Linked DNA regions of Mus musculus: regions 1 and 2 are each linked to region 3. A link is a contact called in public Hi-C data. All regions are on one chromosome and are shown on one strand. The core of a region is the stretch at or near the end of the contact, and the rest is flanking DNA. Distances in the headings are between cores, read along the strand shown. Region 1 overlaps Arid1b (AT rich interactive domain 1B (SWI-like)). Region 2 overlaps Arid1b (AT rich interactive domain 1B (SWI-like)). Region 3 has its middle 14 kb from the start of Gm34507.

What was found. Hi-C and Micro-C count contacts between places; a contact is called where the count stands out from the background.
Region 1: a Hi-C map of liver shows a contact between it and region 3, with 2.4 times the contacts expected there. The contact joins two enhancer-like sites. A contact is called at or near these places in 3 of 484 Hi-C or Micro-C datasets (CD4 T cells, adipose-derived mesenchymal stem cells and liver) and 1 of 115 datasets of contacts at active chromatin or transcription factors (pancreatic cancer cells).
Region 2: a Hi-C map of liver shows a contact between it and region 3, with 2.3 times the contacts expected there. The contact joins two enhancer-like sites. A contact is called at or near these places in 3 of 484 Hi-C or Micro-C datasets (cerebellum and liver) and 1 of 115 datasets of contacts at active chromatin or transcription factors (pancreatic cancer cells).

The regions. Positions count from the first base shown.
Region 1 is chr17:5,136,693-5,139,392 of GRCm38.p6, forward strand. The region is part of intron 4 of Arid1b (AT rich interactive domain 1B (SWI-like)); the gene reads left to right. Among named protein-coding and RNA genes, the nearest start is that of Gm34854, 86 kb to the right of the region's middle. Within about 2 kb of position 1,424, at least 239 of the 459 cell types and tissues checked have an H3K27ac peak or open chromatin away from gene starts, as enhancers often do. A contact at or near this core is called in liver, where this site is marked.
Region 2 is chr17:5,088,324-5,091,023 of GRCm38.p6, forward strand. The region is part of intron 2 of Arid1b (AT rich interactive domain 1B (SWI-like)); the gene reads left to right. Among named protein-coding and RNA genes, the nearest start is that of Arid1b, 95 kb to the left of the region's middle. Within about 2 kb of position 1,353, at least 66 of the 459 cell types and tissues checked have an H3K27ac peak or open chromatin away from gene starts, as enhancers often do. A contact at or near this core is called in liver, where this site is marked.
Region 3 is chr17:4,920,672-4,923,371 of GRCm38.p6, forward strand. No RefSeq gene overlaps it. Among named protein-coding and RNA genes, the nearest start is that of Gm34507, 14 kb to the left of the region's middle. Within about 2 kb of position 1,355, at least 23 of the 459 cell types and tissues checked have an H3K27ac peak or open chromatin away from gene starts, as enhancers often do. A contact at or near this core is called in liver, where this site is marked.

The sequences.
Region 1 (2,700 bases), core at 174-2,673, 220 kb after region 3:
TTCAGCTAAAGACCTAAGGTACATACAACAGTCGGATGTGAAAGGTACCATAAAGACATTTCACCCTCCAGATGCTGTATTTAATACAAAGTGCGATCCGACGCTCTAACCTAATGCTCAAAGTCTTTTTCTCTATGGAAGTGTATGAAAGCGGCTTGGGTGAATTTTCTTGCAGCTGTCCGTTACTGCTTTTTGCTTGAGAATTAGAAAGAAATGTGTTTATTTTGTATGGATCAGTGGGCACCTTTAATGGCAAGAAGCTTGCTGTGACAAAGGACCGGGTCTCCTGTGAGGTTTGTATTCAGGCTGTGCTTCTGGAAGGACTTGAGTTGACCTAAAGTCACACATTCCTATGTAAAGAAAAGCTGTTCTAAGACATTACAATTTGTTGGGGGTGGGGTAGGATGGAAAAACAAACGAGCCCGGATAATGATGTGACCGCAAATGGAGGTCCAGTTTAAGGCTGCGTCCCAGCTACCATGGTAAAGAGAGAAATTCAAGGTTATATAATTTTTAATATAAAGGCAAAATTCGTTATATCTTAGGGAACTTCACCTTCTATGATTTTGTAGAAGGAAATGTTCTATAAAGAAACATAAAATGATCCTGAGAAAATAATGAAACTGATATGGAAATAGAGGCCTGTTCTGTGCAGTAAGAGCCGTGATCCCATATTATTTGGAAGCTTATAGGGGTCTTGAATGAGACCTTCCGGCCCACGTGAGTGGACAGGGTCCTGAGTGAGGCCTTAAGTCCCGCCCACGTGATGGACAGTTGAAGTCCCGCCCACGTGATGGACAGTTGAAGTCCCGCCCACGTGATGGACAGTTGAAGGGTTTTCTAGAACTCGATTGACTTGTTTAACTGTCAAAATTATAAATCTAGCAATTGTGTTCAAAGGAGTGGTTTATTGAGCCCATTTTTATATTTCATGGAAACTTTTAAAATAGTTCCCTTAATCATAAGCATGTAGCAGAATAAAAACTCAATATAAAACTTAATAACATAGCTAAATTGCAAGTAGTTTTATAATCTTTTTCTTTTGAGATAGGTGTGCAGGTGACGTTTTCCTTTGTCATTTGAAACTTCGGGTTTGTGTTTTCATGGGAGAAATTGGCTTTTCCATTAGTTATGAAATTGGGGGGGAATGTGATGGCTGGGACTTTGGGTGCTGGCCCTGTTCTGGTGACTTGCGGCCACCGTCTGGTGCATGTCACCCACTGGTGAGATGTGAATTCAGTCTCTCATGAACCTCTAGACTCGGGCTCACTGTCAGGTGTGAGCTTCTGAGAACAGGAGGCCTGTCTGTCTGTCTGTCTGTCCAGCACTTCCTGAGGAGGGACTTGCTGGCCTGACTCCTCTGTCTCCACCCCAGGAGAGGTCAGGGGAAGCAGCTTGGGCCTCCAGGTAGACTTTAGTCACAGCTCTTGACCCTGTAAAGAGAGGGTCTGGGTGCCTGCCAAGGAGCCAGCAGGGACAAAGGACAGCAGCCCTGATGTGAAACTGTCTCTCCTTCTCCTGGGTAGGAAGCTTGGGCTGCCTCTCAGGTCCATGAAAGGGGTGACTCTGCCGTTCCTGCTTCTATAAGAAACTAACTCTTAGGCTTATAACTAGTCAGCAGAAAGTGAGTTCACGCTACATTGTGTTTATTCCTGCAGACAGTAATATAATAATTGATCTGTCTTTGTTTGTGGCCTACCTTCATTATCTTGTTCCTAACTTCAAGTAGAAGAAAATCATATATATAAAACTTTTCAGGATGACATTAACTCCAGCAAGAGTCTCCTGAATTTCCACAACCACACTTGTCCAGAACTTGGTGAGTTTTCAACTCTGAGATCTTGATCAGCTGTGTTACTGCTGGGCAGCCTTACTCATTTGCAGTGTTTTTAAGAAGCTCACAACTTACACATCTGTGATTGGTGGTTGTAAGAAAAGCCGGGGCGGGGCGGGGGGGGGGGGGCGGCAGGCAGGTGTCCTTCCAAGCTCAGTGCAGGAGGACGTGGGCCCAGCTCCTGTGAAACAGTCATAAGCATTCAGTTTAGCAGTCATGGGGGTGGTTTTGCAAGTCCTCTGAACAAACATGCAGACCCTTAGTCACTCCTACTCTGTCTGAGAAAACCATGGTGGAAGAAACTATTTGCATTTTCTCCTGGGAGCAAGGAAGAAGCAAGAAGTCTGTGTCATGCTATTGAGGTTCCTTCCTGTTTACTTTTGGTTTTACTCCCAGCATCCCCTGGTGTTGCTTGACTAAGGCAAGTCTTCCCCCAGGAATATGAGACCGTGGTACAGTCCGCTTCATAACGTTCCTGGGTATTTTTATAATTTATCATCAGCTGACACTGCCTGGGTAGAATATTCTTACCACTCCCTCTGGCTGCTGGAAGTCTGAAATTACATCTTTGTCTTTGAAGTCAGGCATACTGTTAGCGTTGCCATGGTGACAGGGTGGGTAATGGCCTAGGCAGACAGGAGATTGGTGCTTAGCATTTAAACGCTGCTGTACACAAGGCCTTGCTTTTTAGAGCTGTTACTGAAGTCTACCCTTTTAGTAAATGTTTAAAAATTACATTTTTACATGGTCTTACTAGATTAATAGTCATGGTTTATTTCGTTTTAACTGCAAGGATAAAAGCATTATTCCGTTAAATGGGTAGCTTCCCCCTCTCTTTTGGTTTATGCATTATTAACACGGGCTTC
Region 2 (2,700 bases), core at 103-2,602, 170 kb after region 3:
CTGCTATGAACATAGTGGAACATGTGTTCTTATTACCAGTTGGAACATCTGGGTATATGCCCAGTAGAGGTAAATTGGCTGACCTTCAGCAGAAGGTGGACCTTGCACACTGGGGTGGTAGCGGAGAGACTAGAATGTTGGTGGAGGGCTCTTTAAAGGTAACAAGGAGGTCACCCCACTTTTGCTTTGGAGTCGTTCATGCTATTTAGCAGCTGTACAGACTGGCCCACTGGAAGCACTTGTCAGTCAGGAGACAGGGCTGGAGAGAGCAGGAGTCTGCTCAGCTAAGGAAAGGCATTGGCCTTTCTTGTTTGACCATACATTTATTAATCTTAAGTTGCATGAGAGTTAGGGCACACTCCATGAAGCTTGACAGAGTTAATTTTATGAAAATTAGAAGGTTCACCACTTTGTAAAATGGATAACAATGTTGTAGAATCACTGTCCTAAAGAGGTAGCATAGACTGGAAATACAAATGAGTGTAAGAATCTAAATCAGTTCATGGATAACAGAGTCATCCATGAACTGATCATTTACTTAATGAGAGTAAATAAAGGCTGCTCTGGACACATCCCTGACTCCTGGAAATCGAGGTTACCAGAGGCACTATTGTTTAGTTCCCACAGCCATAAAGAACATTCGCTCTGAAGAGCACTGGTCTGTGATCTGCTAAGGAGGAAGCAGTTGGACCTAGAGGAAGCTCTGAGAGATTCTGTTGGCCAGGAAGAACATAAAGAAACCAAGCAATAGAATGACACCTGCTCTTTCCTGTTTTTATCTGAAAACCTTCTATTGAGTGCGCCTAAAGTTTACTAACAAATTTGCCATTAAAAAAGGCTGTTGTAGCCGGTGGCACACGCCTTTAAGCCCAGCACTTGGGAGGCAGAGGCAGGCAGATTTCTGAGTTTGAGGCCAGCCTGGTCTACAGAGTGAGTTCCAGGACAGCCAGGGCTATACCGAGAAACCCTGTCTCTAGAAACCCTGTCTCGAAAAACCAAAAAAACAAAAAAGCTGCTGTAACAAAAGAACTTTTCATTGTTTCACAAATCAAAATGTAAATCTATGTTACTACAATGAAAAGCCTAAATTTCTTGGTGGGGGGTAGAAGGGTGCTGGTTTGCTAAATCATTCTAAAAAACGTGTTTGTTTTTGAGTCTGAATAAGCAGCAGTGTTTGTGGTGTAAGGTGAACGTGCTGGGAACCAGGGCACAGAAGAGGGGATGGAAGAGGGGGCAGAAGAGGGGACGGGGTCTACAGGGGCCTGAGGCACCTTTGAGCTCCAGCGCACCTCCGCCTTCTGGATCAAAGGCAAGGCCGTCCTTTGACCCTGCAATGATCCTGGAGCCCTGGAGTGCGTTGCCAACTCTTTCTTAGCCCCAGCTCACTTGCCGCCGCGCCCCACCCCCACCTCTGTGCGTGTGTGCTTGTGTGGTGGTTCTGTTCTTGAAGAGAGGTGGAGTAAGGTGGAACAAACTTGACTTGCGTGCATGTGTGCAGCGTGCATGCTGAACACAGTGCTTGTTTGTTGATGGCTTATTTTCAAGTATAAAGAACTAGTTGGAGGAAGCTCTGGAGTAGTTTCTCTTTAGCTGAGTTTGGGACAGGAGCGGGCTCTCTCTCCCTCCCTCTTTTAAATAAAAACATAGAGGAAAAAAAAGCACCTGTGTCCTTGAGTCTTCTCAGTTGGGGTTGGATTAAACCGCTTGGAAGGAAACACTTGCCCAGGTGAAGGCCCTTGCCTTCCTGCAGCCTCCTTTAGGGTGGGCTTGTTGGCCTCAGCACCCCCTCAGCTGCTTCAGCCCTGCATCAGCTGACGTGCTGAATGTCTTGCTGTTTTTCTCTTGCATGGGAAATATTCTGTGAATTTAAAAGCTAGCAGAATTAGCCTCAGCTGAGTGGAACTTAAGTTTTTTTGTTTTGTTTTGTTTTCCTGTGGGTTTTTTTTCAATTGTGTAGATTTTACCTGGAAGGACCTAAATCTAATGAAAAACAGATTGCAATGATTTCTGCTATTAAAGGTAAATTGCTACAGTGTTTGGGTTTTTGTTGTTGTTGTTGACTCTTAGCAGACAGCAGTTGTAAATAATCAGAAATGAATTGCATTTTTTTCTAGGGCCATGAAAAAGGTTTTTACAGGCTACGGGTTTGATAAGAGATTGTAGATAAGTAATTCGTTGTCTGTATGCACCTCCACACTTTCGTATTAAAACAGCATGATTTAGTTCTTGGAAGCTTGTTTCCCTAAGTCCCGGGTCAGGTGCATGGACAGGGCTCCTTATGACGTCTGTCGTGGGAACCAGTGTGCTTAGTGGCTCTGTCAGGTTTTGACTCCGTCTCCCTGCAGTGAGTCTGCTGATGTTGGACAGTTGGATTTCTGCATTTCCAACACGCAGAATTAAACGCCCAGCTGTGCAAATGTTTGCTTAGTTGGTTCATTTTTTTTCTTTAAGATAAATACCTAGAGACAGAATTCAAGGAAAAAAGATGTTGCTTCTATACACACTGTGACCTAGCTTAGAGACTTGCTTTTTTATTTGAATAGAAGTCATAATTATTTCAATATGCCCAGTTGCTCTGTATTTTTCTTATGTCAAGTAAAAACCTGTGAAACAACCATTAGGCACCTAGCTTGAATATGTTAAATATGTGTTTTAAAATAACTTATGGGTTAGTAAAAGTGTGCAGGCTACAGTTTCGAT
Region 3 (2,700 bases), core at 105-2,604:
CTTGGACCTCTGTGTGCCATGAGATGTTATTGCCATTTGACATCCTTTTCTTTGGCCACAAAGTGACAGCACCTTTGTGGGTCTTATGACCAGTGTATCTCCTGCTTTGCCATATTCAGGAAGGGTCATACATATGCACCGTTAAACAGCCTGTTTCCCCTCCTTGTATCTGTTTGGCCAAACAAGCTCATTAAGTGTTGTATAGCAGTTGTTGTTAGTCTTTGCTCTTTTTCCTATTTTATAGATGAAAGAAAGTCTAGGAAAGAGGAGCTCTGTGCTTTTCACTAGAAATGCATTCAGAAGAGCAGGAGGAGGGCGGGGGTCTGGCTATCAATGGAGCACTCCCTAGACGAAGATGGTTGGAGACATCACTCAGTCACTAAAGGGTCAGCCCCTGGGTAGAGTGCTTGCCTAGTTTTTTGTGAGGCTCTGCATTCAATCCTCAGCATTTCAAAAGGGGGGGGGGCGGGAGCAGCCAGTGGGCAGTAGCTAGACATCAGGCCTGGTGATAGAGAAACTCGTGTTTGGGAGCATAATCCACACCTTAACACTTGGAGGTAGCCAACACCCTCCTCAGCTTAGACAGGCAAAGAGGTTGAAGGTCAGGGGACTGCACTTTGGCTCCCTCGGATAGGAACTAGAGAACTGGAATGTGAACTAAGTACCTTGGTCTTGGGTCTCATTCCAGCCCACGTCTCTCCAGCAGTGCGCCGTGTGCCCTTGGCGGGTGACCAGCTCCAAAGCTTGGTTGTCTCCTTCAGAGCTGCCTCTCTCCTATTTCCTTCACTTTTTAATTTGATTTCATTTATCATTAGTAGTTGGGGGGGGGGCAATGTGTGTACACAGAGTTGTGTGGAGATCAGTGCACAACATTCAAGACTCAGTCCTTCCCTTCTGTGAGTGTGTCCTTGGGGTGGAAGGCAGACATGCGGCTTCTGCAGCAAGCGCTCTTACCTGCGGAGCCGATTTGCTTGCCCTGGGTTCTACTTCTGAAAAAGCAATACCTATAGAAAGTTTCCCAACTAGAATTAAAATACCATCAGCTAAGGATGGACAGAGGCAGTGGAGGTTAAGTGCACCCTCTACTCTCACAGAGGAAGCAGTTTGATTCCCAGCACCCACATGGTGGCTCACGGCCACCTGAAATTCTCATTCTGGAGGCCCTGCTGCCTCTTCTGACCTTGTCTTCTACTGCACATACCTGGTGACACATGCATGCCTTTAGGTAATATACATACATGCAAAATAAAATAATTATTTAAAAAAAAGTATTGTCGATCTACAATCATTCAACCAGGGTGGTGAGTTACGAAATAGAGTTCAGAAATAAACACAAGATGATAAGAGGGAGCTTCCCGGTCAGTAGAGGAAAACCAGAGTGTTCTGGATAGCACAGGGAAAATCCCGGTGAGTGAAACTAGTCATAGGTGCCTAGTGAAGATGCTTGTTATTTCAATAGAGTACATCCCCCCAGTTTCCACCATGGCTGTTAAACTGTTAAGATTCAGGGTAAAGTTCAGAGTTCTGGAATCTTTTTCTTCCCATACTCTCCATCTTACAACATCCCAACGATAAGACCTCACACATATCCTGCAATACTTCCTGATTCCCCAAACGCCTTCCCTACCCCCAGCAGAGCAGGGTAAATATTTGTTCCCACTGTCTGTGCAGGGACTCTGCAGAGGTTAAGTTCCCAGCAGTGATGGCCCTATGAAATAGAGACAAAGGCCTCCTAACCCCTTGGGCAACTACTCAGCTCTAGATTTAATGTCTCCCGACCCCTCCCCATGTTCACACCACACAACGTAGCAATGGAAAACAGGCAGCATACCTGTGATGATCTCATCCCAGCGACTGTTCTCAAGCTATGGGCTTGCAGTGCTTCCCCGGGACACATACTTTACATAATTACACAGCATAGCTTTATTATAATTTCAGACTCTGTTTTTCCACTTTCTGTGCCTTGAGTCGGCAAATTGCTCGTGGTTTTGGACGAATGACTGATCCCTGCCTTTCCTGTCTCCCACTCACTCCTCTTCTGTAAAGCTACCTGTGTAAAGCTCCACCCCTAATCCATTGTTCACAAGTGAACCCCCTTCGCCTGACTACATGTGATCAGTTCCTCATCTCTTTCCCCACAGAGAGAAGTCCTGTCCTGTTGCTTCTCCCTGGCCTTGGGTCACACAGAGTGTACTTAGTTTCCTTTGCCTTTGGGACTTCCCTCTCGGCCAGCAGCTGTTCCATAGCCTCTGCCCCAAGTGCCTGTAGTAGAAGGAGGTGCCTGTTGCCTTCTGTGAGGTCTGGCCTCTCATTCCTATTCAGGACTCACTCCTCGGTAAACCCATGTCTTCCTGATTTAGCTACAGGAAAGTCATTGTGCAAACCATGAATCATTCCCAAGGTGTCCTCCATGGCCAGGGAGAAACTGCCCCTGAAAGCCACCATTATGTAGACAGTGTCACAGGTTCTGCAGGCAATAAGAAGTCATTCTTTCCACTCACCCAAATCAAACAGACGTTCCCATTTGCCCACTGCAGTCTCTTCCCTTACAACACAGATGGATTGAAAAAGAAAATGGGCAATTCCACATGTAAAAAAAAAAAAAAGAAAGAAACTTAAGTAGGAGTATCTAAGGAGTGTTAGGAATGCTAAAGTGTTAGAGAAAGAAGGGCAAGGAGAAAGAAGAGCAAACAATGGGTT